Linked DNA regions of Drosophila melanogaster: region 2 is linked to region 1. The links are chromatin contacts, called in public Hi-C maps. All regions are on one chromosome and are shown on one strand. Each heading gives the region's core, a stretch centred on a gene start, on an enhancer-like site or on the middle of the called end of the contact. The rest is flanking DNA. Distances are from core to core; before and after follow the strand shown.

Region 1 (7,088 bases), core at 1,612-4,111:
GTATTCCTTCACTGACTCCGAACAGAGCAGCTCGTCATAAATGCTGGGCACAAGGAGTTCAGAAATACAGGATCGCATGCGGTACTGCAGATTGAGCCGTGAAAATGGCAGCCCCGCCACAATGAGTCGTTCAAAGAGCGAGATCTGTGGTACCTTCCTGCTGCCACTGAAAGGTTGCAGCTGCTTGTGATCGCCGACGAGGATCACGTGCTCTGTGTGCGGCGTTAGGCATGCCACGATGTGTGCCTCCTGGATCTCGGCTGCCTCCTCAAAGAGGACGCACTTTGATTGTAGCAACCTGAACAGAAAGTTATGGCGAGCCGCGCACGTGGTGGTCATGGCCAACAGGTCCTTCTCCCTTGCTAGAAAGAACTGGAAAACCATGCGCAGTGTTTCGATACGCTCGGCAACCTGATTTAGCTTCTCCTGAGCCGCCAGAGTGTCCTGGTAGCTTTCCTCGCTGCCATCAAAGTTTGCGTACAGGCCTTGTAGGTTCCGGAATTTTTCCTTGTACTCACAATTGACTAGCCACCAAATTCGCTTCAGGCGCGGTGGAACCAATTCTGGCTTGATCGTGGTACTCAAATTAAACTTTGATATTTGCGGATCTCGCGACTGATTACCAAAGCGAAGAATTTCTTGGGTGTACCGCGAAATTTTTACCAGGAATTTGTCCAGCGAATTGTTGGTATAGGTCAGCACAATGATGGGTCCCGTGCCCAGGGCTTTAGCATTCTGTATCAAACTGTTAACCAACTGCACTGAAAGGTGTGTTTTTCCGGTGCCTGGAGGTCCTTGAATGATGCTAAACTCCCTGCATAAAGCTTCCTTGAATGCAGTTTTCTGACTCTCATTTAAGTGCAGATCTTCCGGTAGTTTGTCCAGCGTGAAGGGCTTCATATTGAAACTAAGCTTAACTCCTGGTTTCATGTAAGCTGGCGGCGGTATCTCCATCTACATAGTTGAGAATGTATAATCTATTTTAGTTGTTCTCTTACACATTAACTTACCTGGCCGTCTACAATATAGCGACCCATGGGAAACTTCTCTGTGCTGCAGGTGCTCAGGTAATTGTGAACTCTGAGATAAGGCTCGAAAAACACGGGCGCCTGGAACATGATCAGTGGTCGGTTGTAGGCGTTTCCAATATTATACTGCTTGACAATCTGCACACTTAGCTGCGGATGTATGGAAATATTATGAACATTAATCTTTATAATGATTAACACATATCTTACGCAATCCTCCTTTAGTTTTTCTGGCTCAGTGTAGCCAACGGAAGCCAGAATTAAATCATCAAAGGCCAGACTCGTGGTAAGACAGAGCAGAGTCCCAGATTTGATAGAATTCAGCCAAGTCTTATAGGCATTCTTGGATTCTTTAGTAAATTGAACCTTCAAAAAAACAAGGCTATGACGCTGAGCGTTGGCAAACTGTGGATTTAAAGTCAGATGCACATCGGACCACAGAAGGCCCTGTTGCTTCAACTCATCGACATCCGTTCCGCTGCGCAGCTGTTGCACAAACTCAACTAGTGGTGCTAAAAAATCTTCCCTTAGTAAATTTCGCAGTGCATTCACATATTTGACTACTTTGTCGGACACCAAGCCCTCATCCTCTTCTTCATTGGGAGCCTTAGTTGCATCTTTGCCCAGTAACGTCTCCAGCGTTGGATAAATTAGGCCCTTGACGTTATGTGAAAAGTTACCGGTGAATGCTTCAAGACCATCAATCATGTCGCTTTTAAAGGAAGGTGCCAATTTCTTATAAAGTTCCACCAATTCGTAGCCCTGGTGACTAAGGAGGCCATGCTTATGGGCTCGTAGAAGCATCCACTTACTATGGCTTAATATCAGTGCCGACTCCGCATCGCATTTTGCCACAGCGGCTTTGGCCTGCAAAAGATTCTTGATCTTGTCCAGAAGCGCCGTCTGCCGGCTGAATGCGGACAGAAAGACTTCATCGAATCCGCCCAATTCGAGTTCACAGAGCGACCACAGGACATCCACGAACAGGCCAACTCGTTTCACATTGTCAGTGGCCAACACTTGATTCTCGAAGAGATCTCGCTTATCGGACAAAAAGTATAAGAACATGTCGATGGCTGGCATTTTTAAGGCATTTGTTAACTCGGTCAGGGAGAACCGTGTATGTTGCATCACGTACTCCCCCACTGAAATCAAAAAGCTTGATAGTACCAATATTATGGCTGCTTAACCATAAGGTGGTATTTACCCTCAGATGGGGGGCATTTACGCTCAGATGGGGGGCATTCGATGTACTCCTCATTCTTCTGCAGCTCCAGGGACTTCAAGGACTTCTCCAGGCCCTGCAACAGTTTGTTCTCATCCTGGTCAAACCAATCGTCATCTGAACTTGACATGGGGCTTCGTTTTGATTTCTTGGAAATAAATAAATATTTGATTTCGTGGAAATAGCAAATGAAATAGAGGTGGAGAAACATAGATGGATCGAAATATCACAAACATCGATGTTTTTCAAGGAATCATCGACGTTTCTCCACCTCTAAAATGAAATTTCAAAAATTAAAGTGCGCAATTTACAGTGAACATTTCTTATGTGGACCTAAGGTATTTAAAAATAATTAATTAGCCTTAGCATAAATGCAAAACACAAATATGCACCTTATATTTAAATATGTCTTTAAATATTGAGCAATATACAATTGCAGTTTACTCGCATCTATAAACTGTAATTAGTTAAGTATTTTTAAATATAAGGTGGTACATGCCAATGAATTTCTACTGCATTGGCAGAAATCTGTGATTGTTCTGTGACGCTTCAAATCGCATCCGACCTGGTCACACTGCGCCTGGAACGGAATGGAATGGCTGTGGTGTTATTTCGCAAAATTGTTTACGATAGCGCGCTTGAGATTTCTTTTGCACTCTTATTATTGCAATCAACAACAATTACAATAGTACAGGCACATATCTAGGCTAGTAAGCAGAGTAAGTTCAGTCAGTCCAAACCAAGTTGTTTACATTTATATCAGCCCGCGCTTTTTGCCTCGCGTAGAACAAAACCAAATGGAGCGGAGTCGCAGAGGAAGGATTCGGCGGATGCCTTCGCCCGGATCTGAAAGCGATGGCTCAACGGCAGAACCCACTCGCAAGAGGAGCAAACAGCAGTTCGTGGCGGAGGCGGAGCCGGATTTTGTCGAAGAAGAGACAGAGAAATATGCGAACGCGTCTACTTCGCAGACGGCAAGGTCTCGGAACAAGCAGGCGCGCCAAACAACTTTAAACATGTCCCAGCGCTCCGTGAACTTTAATCTGACGGTAGCACTGAGAGATAAACCATTTAGACCCAGTTTATCTAACCCATATTATCCATAGTCAGAGCTATCGATACCGAACGCCTTCGATCGCTGCGGCAAAGTAATTTCCATGCGTCTCACGAACTTCATGTGCCACTCCAATCTGTTTATTGAGTTTGGGCCCAATATTAACTTCCTGGTTGGCAATAATGGCAGTGGCAAGAGCGCTGTAATCACGGCACTGGCTTTGGGTCTGACCAGCAGCGCTAGGGCAACCAACAGGGCCAGCAGTATACAGAGTAGGTAGGAGAAAGGGCAATACAAATCAGGCAATTATGATATATGCATTTCAGAGTTAATCAAGAACGGCGAAGTTAGTGCCACCATCTCCATAACACTGTCCAATTCGGGATTGCGGCCCTTCAAAGCGGACATCTTCGGGCCCCACCTTACCGTGGTGCGTCAAATACGCCACTCCTCCTCGACGTACGATCTTCAGGACGCTCGAGGTAAAAGCGTCTCGAAGAAAGTGTCCGATATTAGGCGCATGCTGCTCTGCTTCGGCATCAATGTGGAGAATCCGATTTTTGTGCTGAATCAGGAGGCGGCGAGGGAGTTTCTAAAAGAGTAAGAAGATTTGCAATAGCCTTCAGACATGCCTCTTAAGCATGTTTTATTGTTTACAGATTGGAGCCAGCATCGAATTACAAACTGTTGATGAAAGCAACTCAACTGGATGTTTGCACCAGCAGTCTAACTGAGTGCCATGCCCTGCGACGTCATTTCACCCAAGAACTGGAACAATTGGAAAAGGTGGAAATAGTTTAACATTTAATATTTCCTGTCTCTACATATGTTTTTTGTTGTTTTAATTTAACAGAAAAAAGAAATGATGATAAAGCACATTGCCGCGGAGGAGGAAAAGCTGTCGATTCTTGAGGATAAGGAAATGGTCAAGGTAGGAAATTTAACTTCTTGTAATCACGGTAACACCTAACATCGCTATACTTAATCAGGAAAACCTACAGCAGTGCAAAACAAAGCTGGCATGGATGGCCGTGACTAGTTACCAAAATGAGCTCAATAATCTAGAGCATTCAATTAAACTGATTGAAAACAAGAAGGCCAGTCTGGAGCAGACAACATCCAAAAAGGAGAGTACGCAAGCCACCATGAACCAAAAATTGAAGTAAGATTACTAAATAATACAATAATCATATACAATCATTTTATTTTGTCATCAGAGAGTTTGAGGCTTCTAAAAATCAAATATTAGCAACCCAAAAGTTCCAGGATGAAAGGCTTAAAACCGCTAAGAAAGCAGTACAGGATCTGCTTCTAGAAGCCAGCCAAGTCAAAGCCAAGATAGGGAACGCAGAACGGCGCATGCGAGAGGATCAGCGTTCGTATGATGAATGTGAAAAGCTGATAGGAAACTATCATGCCGACTTTAATCGGGTTAATGAGCAGCGGGAAGAAAACGCTAACAAGATTGAGATGTTAAAGAAACAAGTAGTCAAAAGCGAGGAGATCATCGCCCAGTTGCGAGCAGAGCAGCAGGAGATTAAACGAGATATAACCTCAGTCCAGGAAAGGTTGGACGCTGTAAAAAATGGAAGAATACAGCTGCATAAATCAAAGCGTGAGTGGATATCTTCTTTCTAATAGAATCTATTATATATTTTTCAATTTCTACAGAAAACATCAGTTGGGAGATAGAAGCTCTGTCCCGTAACAAGTCCAACAAACTGTCCGTGTACGGTGAGCAAACAATACAGGTTGTTCATGCACTGCGAACTCAGTATGCCGGCTCCAATATGCATAGAATGCCTCGCGGCCCGCTGGGCCAGTATATCAGTGCGCCCAATCCAAAGTACCGCGACCTCATCGAGAACCAGCTCATGCACTGCCTGCGTTCCTTTATCGTTGGCTCAGACCGCGAGCGCCAGTCGCTGCGGGCGTTGCTGCAAAACAAGTTCCAAGGTGGCAATATGCCCACTATTATAACCAGTCCGTTTACGGATCGGGTTTACGACGTGTCTAGGAATAAGGTGCAACCCACTACTCCAAATACCACAGTTCTAATCGATGAAATCAGGTAAATACATTTGCAATTGATGTATGCAATTCATTTCACTATAAATATTCTAAATATTCGAAACATTCAGCTGCGATGATCCTGTGGTAATGAACTACCTTATTGATATTCTGCGTATCGAAACGGTTCTTGTGACGGAGTCCAAGGAAATTGCCGAATTTCTCACCTCCGACACTGAGAATGTGCCGCCCAATCTAACGCGTGTGCTAGTGCCAAACCTGGGACTGGAGTACATACCATCTCCCAACTATGCCGTCTACTCGACTAGAATAACACCCGCCCGCTATATTCAGAAAAACGTTGATGATCGGATACGACAGCTTCAAATGGAGCAAAGCGATCTTCAGGAAAAGGAGCCTTCTTTAGAAATAGACTACATGCAACACAAAAAGGTACTGGAAAACACCCAAAAAGTGATTTCGCAGAAGAGTACTATGATTGGTCAGCATCAATCAAGGAATCAGAAGGCGATGCAGAAGATAATGGAGCTGCAAAATTTTGACTATCAAGAGCTACCGGAGTATGATCGTTTGGTAATGACTATTTCTCACATATCCTTTTATTAGTTATTTATTTTATTGCTTTTGTAGAAATCTCATTTAGCTGATAGCGGCGAGAAAATTGAGAAATGTAGGCTAGAACGGGAAATGCTGCAGGAAAAACTTCTTAGCATCCAACATCGCCAGACAGAACTTGAGTCAACTGAAGCCGAAGAGAGGCGAGCCCTTGAAGGTATTAACAAAAAGCTTACCGCACTGGACACCGAAGCTGGCGAAGTCGAAAGCAAGATGCGAAGCCTGGACCTCCACTATGAAGAAAACACACGTAGATTCCAGAAAACGTTGCAGTTGGAGAGGAAAATGCTTGGCGAGAAGGAAACCGTGCTAAGCGAATTGGAAAAGGCTCGCACCGAGGCCGAGAAATTGGGAGAGTTCATAGCGACGACGCAAACGGAGGAGAAAATACGCGAGGCAATCAGTCGCTACAAATCAAAGATCAAACAGGTGGAGGAGCTGAACTACAATCCTGAAGAGCTGGAGAGAGGGCTGGCGGAATTGCGAGACGAATTGGAACTTCAATCTCGGCACCTGGCCGTGGTTGACTCCGTGGTCAAGAAGCTGCGCATGGCCTACCATCAGCGAGCTCAACTTTTCCAGCGATCGCGACACCATTACTTCACAATGGTTCAGTTTCAGTTTGAGGTATATATTGGGTTGTTGGAAACCTATTACATTCTTACCAATGCTTTTATTTACTTTTCACAGCAAGCTCTTGCTATGCGACAATTTAAAGTTAGTTTCGAGACCAGTGACAAGGAGAAGACGTGGAAGATTAACGTATTTCCGCCCAGTGGGAATGAGACTTCCAATACCAGGAGTTTATCGGGCGGTGAACGATCGTTCACGACAGTTTCCTTGCTGAAAGGACTTTGGAGCACTTCAGATCATCCGTTCTACTTTTTGGACGAATACGATGTGTTTACAGTGAGTTCGTTTTATATTCGCCACTTCTTTGAGTATACCGAGACAATGTACCTTCTTTCAGGATGAAGTGAACCGGAAGTTTATTACGGAAATTCTAATCGGCGAGGGTTTGGAGTGGTTATCGCGTCAGTATTGTTTTCTGACGCCCCAGGATACGAAGGTCGAGGCTAGCAATCTGATCACTGTGCACAAGTATGAAAACTAATTAGTCGAAATTGAGCACCAC
Region 2 (7,088 bases), core at 1,687-4,186, 130 kb before region 1:
GACATAACGGTCCGAGGCATCCCAAGCCACCATGGTTACCTTAAGCCTCTTTCCCTCCTCTGGTTCCGGGCAGCTGCAATTTAATTACAAAGCTATTAGTTTTCAGAGAATTCCTTACTAGCTAGAAACATTTTAAAGAAAATCGCACTCACCTGGCCAGACGCTCCGTCATGCATAGTTTGGAACTTTTCCACTGCTGCGACTCAAACGTCCAGATGTGTGCTGTGCCGTCCTTGCTCCCCGATATAAATCTCAGTCCACGATGCGACCACTGCACCGAGTCCACGGCATCTGTGTAAGCTTCCGTCTCCAATATTCGCTTCGGACCGTCCTCGCCCATCATATAGACGCGCACATGGTGATCGGCAGACCCAGCGGCCAGAAAAATGCCTCCTGGCGAAAAGGTGGTACACATCATCTGAGCTTGTCCGGGCCGCAGTTTCTCATGATACTGCGTTGGCTTCGGGGCAAACGTGATCTTTTGCCCGCGCGGCGTTGAGTATTGCCAGAAGGCGATCGATCCATCTGTGCTGGTAGTCACCAGATATTTCAGATCGCTACGTGGCGACGGACAAAAGTTAACCGAAGTTATCATGCCCGTGTGAGCAGACAGTACGGCGATGGGTGATGTGGTTTGCATGTCCCACACTCTTAGTATGTGATCCAATGACCCGGCAGCCAGCATCGTATTGTCCAAGTTAATGGCTATGTCTGTAATCTCGGATGAGGCGCCTCGCAGAGTGGCCAGCAGGCGGCCATCTGCCGCTGACCATATCTTAATAAGTAGATCATCGGCTCCGGTGATGATGTATCTTCCTGTGCGATCAAACAGAACACAGTACACTGAGGACAGGTGGCCCACAGTGCGACGGAGCAATTTTGTTCGGCGGTAGAGGTCCGTGGGCACGAGGAGCTTGCGACGGACTTCCCCGCCGTGTTCCCGTCCAGTTAGAACGCGATCTTTGGAAATATAAATGGGTTAGTCTCTAATATGCGAATAAAACTCTACCATGCAACTAACCTAAGTTGTGGGTCGGCTTTGTAAGGACCGAATCCGGCAGCGAGACTCCATTCAGGCGGGTGCAGTAGTCCCTTAAGGAGCGATGGCAGTAGACGGTTTCCTTGGTGCGCAGGAGGTTCTGGCGCCCAGTACCCAACAGCGAGTTGATGCCCGGAACACTGGGCGGAAGCTCGCGATCCACCAGTGGACCCAGACGACTGCATATTTCAAGCAAGTGATTGGCGCCAATGTGCTTGTACTTTCGTTCCTGCGAATTCAAAATCAAAATTTAACGTATTCCTATCGATTGGGCGATAAACGGTGCGATAGCTTCAACAACGTATGCTTGTCTCGTTCCCTCGCGCACAAGTCAAGGCAAAGTGGTGGTTGCTTGCATGTGTCTGTGCGCATGGGCATGTGTATGTGTGAGAAACCAAAATGTCGGCTGGTTGCAGCTAATTGTTAAAACTAAATTACAAAGCATTTGTTTAAAAAATTAAGATTTTTCAAAATTTACAATTTTTACGAGGGTTTTAGAATTTTTGCTTTCCACTTTAGTCTTTTACGAATTTTTGCAATTTTTTGCTGCCTTTTTAATTAAATAGTTGCTTACTTATTTGTTAATTTAACAGTCAGAATGATTGATGTCTTTAGTTGTAATGTTTTTTAAATTAACAACTTGAATTTTGATGTGCAACTTTTTCTCTATTCCCTGACACGATGACGTCACAAAGGCGAGCGAACGACTGAGACGGAAAATGCCGCAGCAGACGCACACTTACGCAAGACTTAAATGCCGATCAAAAGGCATTAAACGATAACTTTGAAAAGCTAATTGATTAATTATGAAAACACTCACCAATTCCTCAAAGGTCTGCTCATGCTCGTTTCCCTGCCAATCGAGACGACGCGGCAAAACCTGGGAATCGAAAGGTGTACGTATATATAGACGGGTGTAAATATATATGCATGCATGTATGACTCTTATCACTTGCACTCCGTGACGTCGACGATGACGTCGCGGGGGCATCCCTATGATTCCATTTCTTTTTTCATGTTTTTCTCTTCTTTTTTTAATGGACTATATATTCACGTGGCCCCAGCAAATCCACAATTCAGTCTGATTCCCAACTCTGAGACAAGCGGACGTACAAGTGGGTTTTTCGTCGTTCGCTGCCGGCAGCAGAAACAACAACAAAACCAAAACAAAGCGTATAAACAAACGCGGTTTTCTATTTTTTTTTTGGCCCCCCTCTCAATTCGAGTCCGAAATATCTGTGCCAAAAACACAGCTGCAGCACCAACAAAACTCACCTTCTTCTCTTCGAGTTCCCGGATCAAGACCTACAGTTGGATAGAATTTAGTTTCAGAATTAATGTAAATGTTTGTAAACAAAACGAAATTCCGCTCTTTTAGCGCGAAATACGATTCCAATGCGATCTCGCGCGAGCGCTGCTTTCAACCCACCTTCGCCGTCTCCTCCAGCGGTCCCGCGGCCAGGAACTTGGAAATGAGGAAGTACAGCTCTGCAAGATAGAGGATTTCACGGGTTTTAGTGCAACAAGTTGTCGAAAATGCGCTCGCTGGGAGTCGTCAATATTCCAGATATATCTGGCCAAAGGGGCCCGTGAATTTCGCTTGGCGAAACGCAGTCGAAAAAACGCAGCCATTCGATTCGAAGGGCGAGCGAAACACAGACACACATTTCACAAAGTCAAAGGGGCTGCCTTTGGTAGCCCCGTTGGACGCACTCGCTGCGCCACCGGGCGGTACGCACCTGGCTTTAGATCATCACCGGAACTGGGTTGTCTAGTTTCCATTATTCATTGCGAATTGCAGCTCCGATTATGACAAAATTGCAGTTGCTTTCTTCTAAAATTCTTTTCGCAGCTTCTTCTTCCCGTGTGACACTCGATTGCCATTCCCACCGAATGAAATGCCTTTGCGTATCGATAGTTGGTGGCGGGGCTCACAAGATGGGTATCGAGTCTTAGCCGAAGGAGCCAATTTTCGTATTTGAATTTGAGATGATGCACTGAAATGCTTCGCAGGATTCTACAATCTAAGATATTTACTTCAAATTGAGAATTTTAATTCTCAGTCAAACATATTCGTAGCCATTGGTTTGGAATTTAAGCTTATTATGAAATTTATATTTAGCTATGTGATTAAATAAACTGTTTGCAATTATTCGCTTTTAATTTTCGAATGTAATTTAATAGCTACTACACAAATTCTTGATAACTAGACTTATGATTTAATGAATAACAAGTGAAATCTTTTTATATTTTTAAATTGTCCCATTGGTGTTGATTATTTTGAAGTTATGTTGCACTTCAGTTCATGGCCATGGCCAGGAGCATTTTTAAATTTCAGAAGTTTTTAATTTGCCATTTTAATTTCAAATGAAATTTCTGTAACTATTTATTATTTTAAAGCTATGTTTATAGAAAATCGATATATACATTATAAAACGTGTGAATTAAACGTGAATACCCTTAATGTCAAACGCACACCACTAGTTATGAATATCGGAGCAGCTGCGATATTTTTTTTTTTTGGGAGGTTTTGCCATTTTCTAATGTAACAAAAAGTGGAGTGTAGCCACAAAGTAAGCGTAAATAATAAATGCTCGCGGCGAATAAACAGCGAAAAAGGCGATAGATAAACCAGCAAACATGGAGTGCAATCTGGGCAGCGAGATTGGTCAGAAGATGCGCGTAAGTCATTGGAAAAAAATCAATGAACTCGTTATGGATACCGCTCGGATTGGATACTCCAATACTATATATATTTTTGCACTTCATTAATAGAGCGCCGTAAAGGCAAAGCTGCTGGAGCTGGGAACCGGAGGATCGGCCGGTTTTATAGACGATGAATTGCCGGACTACGTCATGGTCATGGTGGCCAACAAGCGCACCAAACAGCAGATGAACGCCGAGCTGAATCTATTCCTAGGCGATCAAACTGACCTCTTTGTCACCTGGCTGCACGAAGTGCTGCAAAAGCTCCAAGAGGTCACACTCCCCACATCCAGTGGTATGATGGATATGCTCATCATACTTAAGCACCCACTAACTCCAATTTTTTCAGCTTCCAGCAAGAAGCGCAAGTCTCGCGGTCAGGAGAAGGACAAAAAAGGATCCAAGAAGGATAAGCGACCGCACCGAAAGTCCGGAGATGAGCTGTCGGAACCACAGCCAAGTTCCTCAGATGCCATGCCAATTGTCAGTTCCATCACGGATGTTTTTGCCGAAGAGCTTCTCGAGAAGGCAAAGAAAACCATGGACATTGATCTCAGTGCCAAAGACGAGATCCTGCACAAAAAGAAAAATCGCAAGTCCATCGAGGATGAGGATGCATCGGCCAATAGGGCGCTGGATGTGCCCGCTGTGTCTGAGATCATCTCAACTACTATCGGTGTTAACCGGCAAAAAGACCTCGCTGAGCTGGCCGAAATCCAAAAGAAAATTCATGCAGCCAAGAAGCATTTACGCCAGATTGGCGAGATCGGGGATGAAAGCGATGAATATGATGAGGATCTGTTGAACTTGAGCGCGAGGGAGGAGTCTGTAGACCAGGAGCCAGAAGAGGATCCCCCGAAATTGGAGGCTCCACCACGAAAAGCTAAGAGCCCCATTATTTTTAACAGACGCGAGAAGACACCCGAAAAGCGTCCAGAGGCTGAACCGGAGATCGATTCCCGCCAGGAGGAGGCGGAGGAGAAGAGCCCCAAAAAAGATTCTTCGGCTGACAAGGCCAAGGAAGACCGGTCTGAAAGGCGATCGGTGCATGACCGTCTCGGTTCAAAGGCCCAAACGCCGGCAGATCGTTCGCAGCGCAACCAAAAGGAGCTCTATGTGCCGACCCATCGGCGACGGAGCGAACCCGAGGCCACCAAAGAGCGCAGTCAAAGAGAGCGCACCCGAGAACGACGCTCCAGCCGCGATACCTCTAGGGACACTAACCGTAATCAGCGCCAGCGTCGTTCGCCTAGTCCGGAGGCTCCAAGTACAAAGCAACGCATTGTCTCCCAAGTTATTGTGGCCGTTAACAAGCCACCGGAGCCGTCGGACGATGAGGATATGGCCGAAAAGCCAGTCAACTCCGTTATTAAGGTCAAGCCAAGACCAAATGTTTCTCCCAGACGACAGGCCTGCAAGAACCTCCTGCTGCGAGCAGTGGCGGACGCGCAGCGTTCCACAATCCTCGCCAAGACTTCGACACAGAAGGAGGACGAGGATGTGGGCAAGATCATAAGTTCTCTAGGCAAGCGCAAGTCGGAGGATAAGAATGATCAGATTCGTAAACGGAATCGCGAGAGGAAACGAAGAAAGAGAAGTGCACAAGGCAACGAACTCTTCCGGCGCACCACTCGGGAATTAGTGGTAAATGTGACACAAAGGGATGGAAAGCGTGAACGGCGGTCCAACGAGCGTCGCGCCGAGATCAAAGTGGTGGAGGAAGAATATACGCCAAGCCTAATGACTGAGGGCGTCGAGACGTATGTGCCGCAATTGCTGACCAACGTGGATGAATTGGATTTGCACATCAGCTCCCACGACGAGCCAAGTCCCAATTCCGGAGCCCTCAAGACTCAGTTTGTGGTCACGTTAAACGGCGACAAAGCTCTCGGAGGTAAGAATGTCAAGGGAGGGGCCTCTCGCAAGCGGCCGAGCAACTCTCGTAAACGATCCACCTCACCCGTATCCACGCCACAAGTGTCCTCCTCTAATATTGAGCCCACATCTACGACGGTTGACAAGCGACGCCGATCCAATCGGGATAGAAGCTTCTCGCCATCGCCGAGACAGAGCAGTGGGTCACCCTCCCTGCCGACAACACGCAGCATCAATCGCAACGAGGTACGCCGTCAGCCTCAGGAAATCAAGAAGATCATCATAAAAAATGACACCGATGAAGATGATGAAATGCACGGGTCACCGAAGAAACGATCACCAAACAAGCGCCAGCCAGCGGCGGCCAATGGTCACAAGGACAATAAGGATAAGGGTAAAATCGAGGAAGGCTCAACAACTCCACCGCTGCCAGCCAAACCAAAGGCGCGGGCGGAGAAGAAAGCTTCCAGCAAGGAGAAATCCGTAAGATCTAATTCAGCGGAGACGTCATCGGCCGCCAAATCTGTCAGTGCGTCCACTTCCGTTTCGACAACTACCAAAGCCAAGCACACGCCCATTCGCTTCACTCTTAAAAGTGAGGACGAGCCGAGTGCGAGTAAGAAGCGTCGTTCTGGCAGCCCCGATCGTGATGTCGCGGCTCCGGAGAGACGCAGGGTATCCATACGCAATCCGGAGGACAGGAAATACGACAACTTGCCGGCGTGTAAGTGTATTCTTTCAATTTTAACAAATTTGAACAATTACTTAATATCTTGCCCCAATTAGTGAGCGCAGTTAGCGTGGATTCCACCGTGCTGAAGGTGAACAAACCCAAGGAGCGCTGCAAATATCATCCAAACTGCACAAAGCAGTTCTGTGAGTACTATCATCCAACGGCGCCGTGCAAGTCTTTCCCCAACTGCAAATTCGCGGACAAGTGCATGTACTCGCATCCGAAGTGCAAATTCGACATGGCCTGCATGAGCATAGACTGCAACTACGCCCATGGCGGTCAAAGGGATCTAAGCCATGTCCAGCTTGCTGCTCCACCACTATGTAAGTTGATAGCCTTTGTATTTAATTTTACAAACTCACAAACTTTTTTTTTAATTTACAGCCTCTCACGTCATCCCAGTGCAGAACTACAAGTCGATATCGGCTCCTGTTACATCCACGACTGCGACTACCATGTGCAAGTACTATCCGAATTGTTCCAAGCTGGGCTGCACCTTCTATCATCCCAAGCCCTGCCGCTTCGGCAAGAACTGCGTAAACAAGCTGGAGTGCATCTTCTACCATCCTGAGATGCAGAGCAAATTCAAGTGGGTGGCATCTTTGGGCTAATGTGGACTGCACTTTCGTTCAAATGATATTTAGCAAATGTACTCTATTTCGAGTGTATGATTAGGCGAGCTTGGAGTTTTTTCTATCTATATACACCGAGTTGTATACCTTACCTATTTAATCT

The links. A called contact is a pair of places that touch in the nucleus more often than the background predicts.
Region 2: a contact with region 1 is called in a Hi-C map of the Kc167 cell line, with 3 times the contacts expected there. The contact joins the promoter of BRWD3 here to the promoter of SMC6 in region 1. A contact is called at or near these places in 9 of 107 Hi-C or Micro-C datasets (the D17-c3 cell line, the Kc167 cell line, the OSC cell line and 4 more) and 1 of 6 datasets of contacts at active chromatin or transcription factors (the Kc167 cell line).

What each region holds. Positions count from the first base shown.
Region 1 is chr3R:24,189,196-24,196,283 of dm6, reverse strand. SMC6 (Structural maintenance of chromosomes 6) reads left to right here and starts at 2,861. Exons shown (of 14, transcript NM_142971.3): 1 at 2,861-2,972; 2 at 3,040-3,302; 3 at 3,360-3,579; 4 at 3,634-3,907; 5 at 3,967-4,093; 6 at 4,161-4,238; 7 at 4,297-4,469; 8 at 4,525-4,922; 9 at 4,979-5,378; 10 at 5,449-5,911; 11 at 5,969-6,580; 12 at 6,644-6,862; 13 at 6,924-7,054. The coding sequence starts at 3,051. It overlaps CG6204, which reads right to left and starts at 2,452. Exons shown (of 5, transcript NM_142972.5): 1 at 2,236-2,452; 2 at 1,239-2,173; 3 at 1,011-1,178; 4 at 1-954. The coding sequence starts at 2,383.
Region 2 is chr3R:24,314,848-24,321,935 of dm6, reverse strand. It overlaps BRWD3, which reads right to left and starts at 2,936. Exons shown (of 15, transcript NM_170139.3): 1 at 2,779-2,936; 2 at 2,469-2,527; 3 at 2,315-2,344; 4 at 1,860-1,919; 5 at 1,022-1,268; 6 at 153-960; 7 at 1-73. The coding sequence starts at 2,821. It overlaps Nab2 (Nuclear polyadenosine RNA-binding 2), which reads left to right and starts at 3,517. Exons shown (of 5, transcript NM_142986.4): 1 at 3,517-3,721; 2 at 3,815-4,040; 3 at 4,095-6,344; 4 at 6,407-6,676; 5 at 6,738-7,088. The coding sequence starts at 3,680. The coding sequence ends at 6,964. It also overlaps asRNA:CR46093.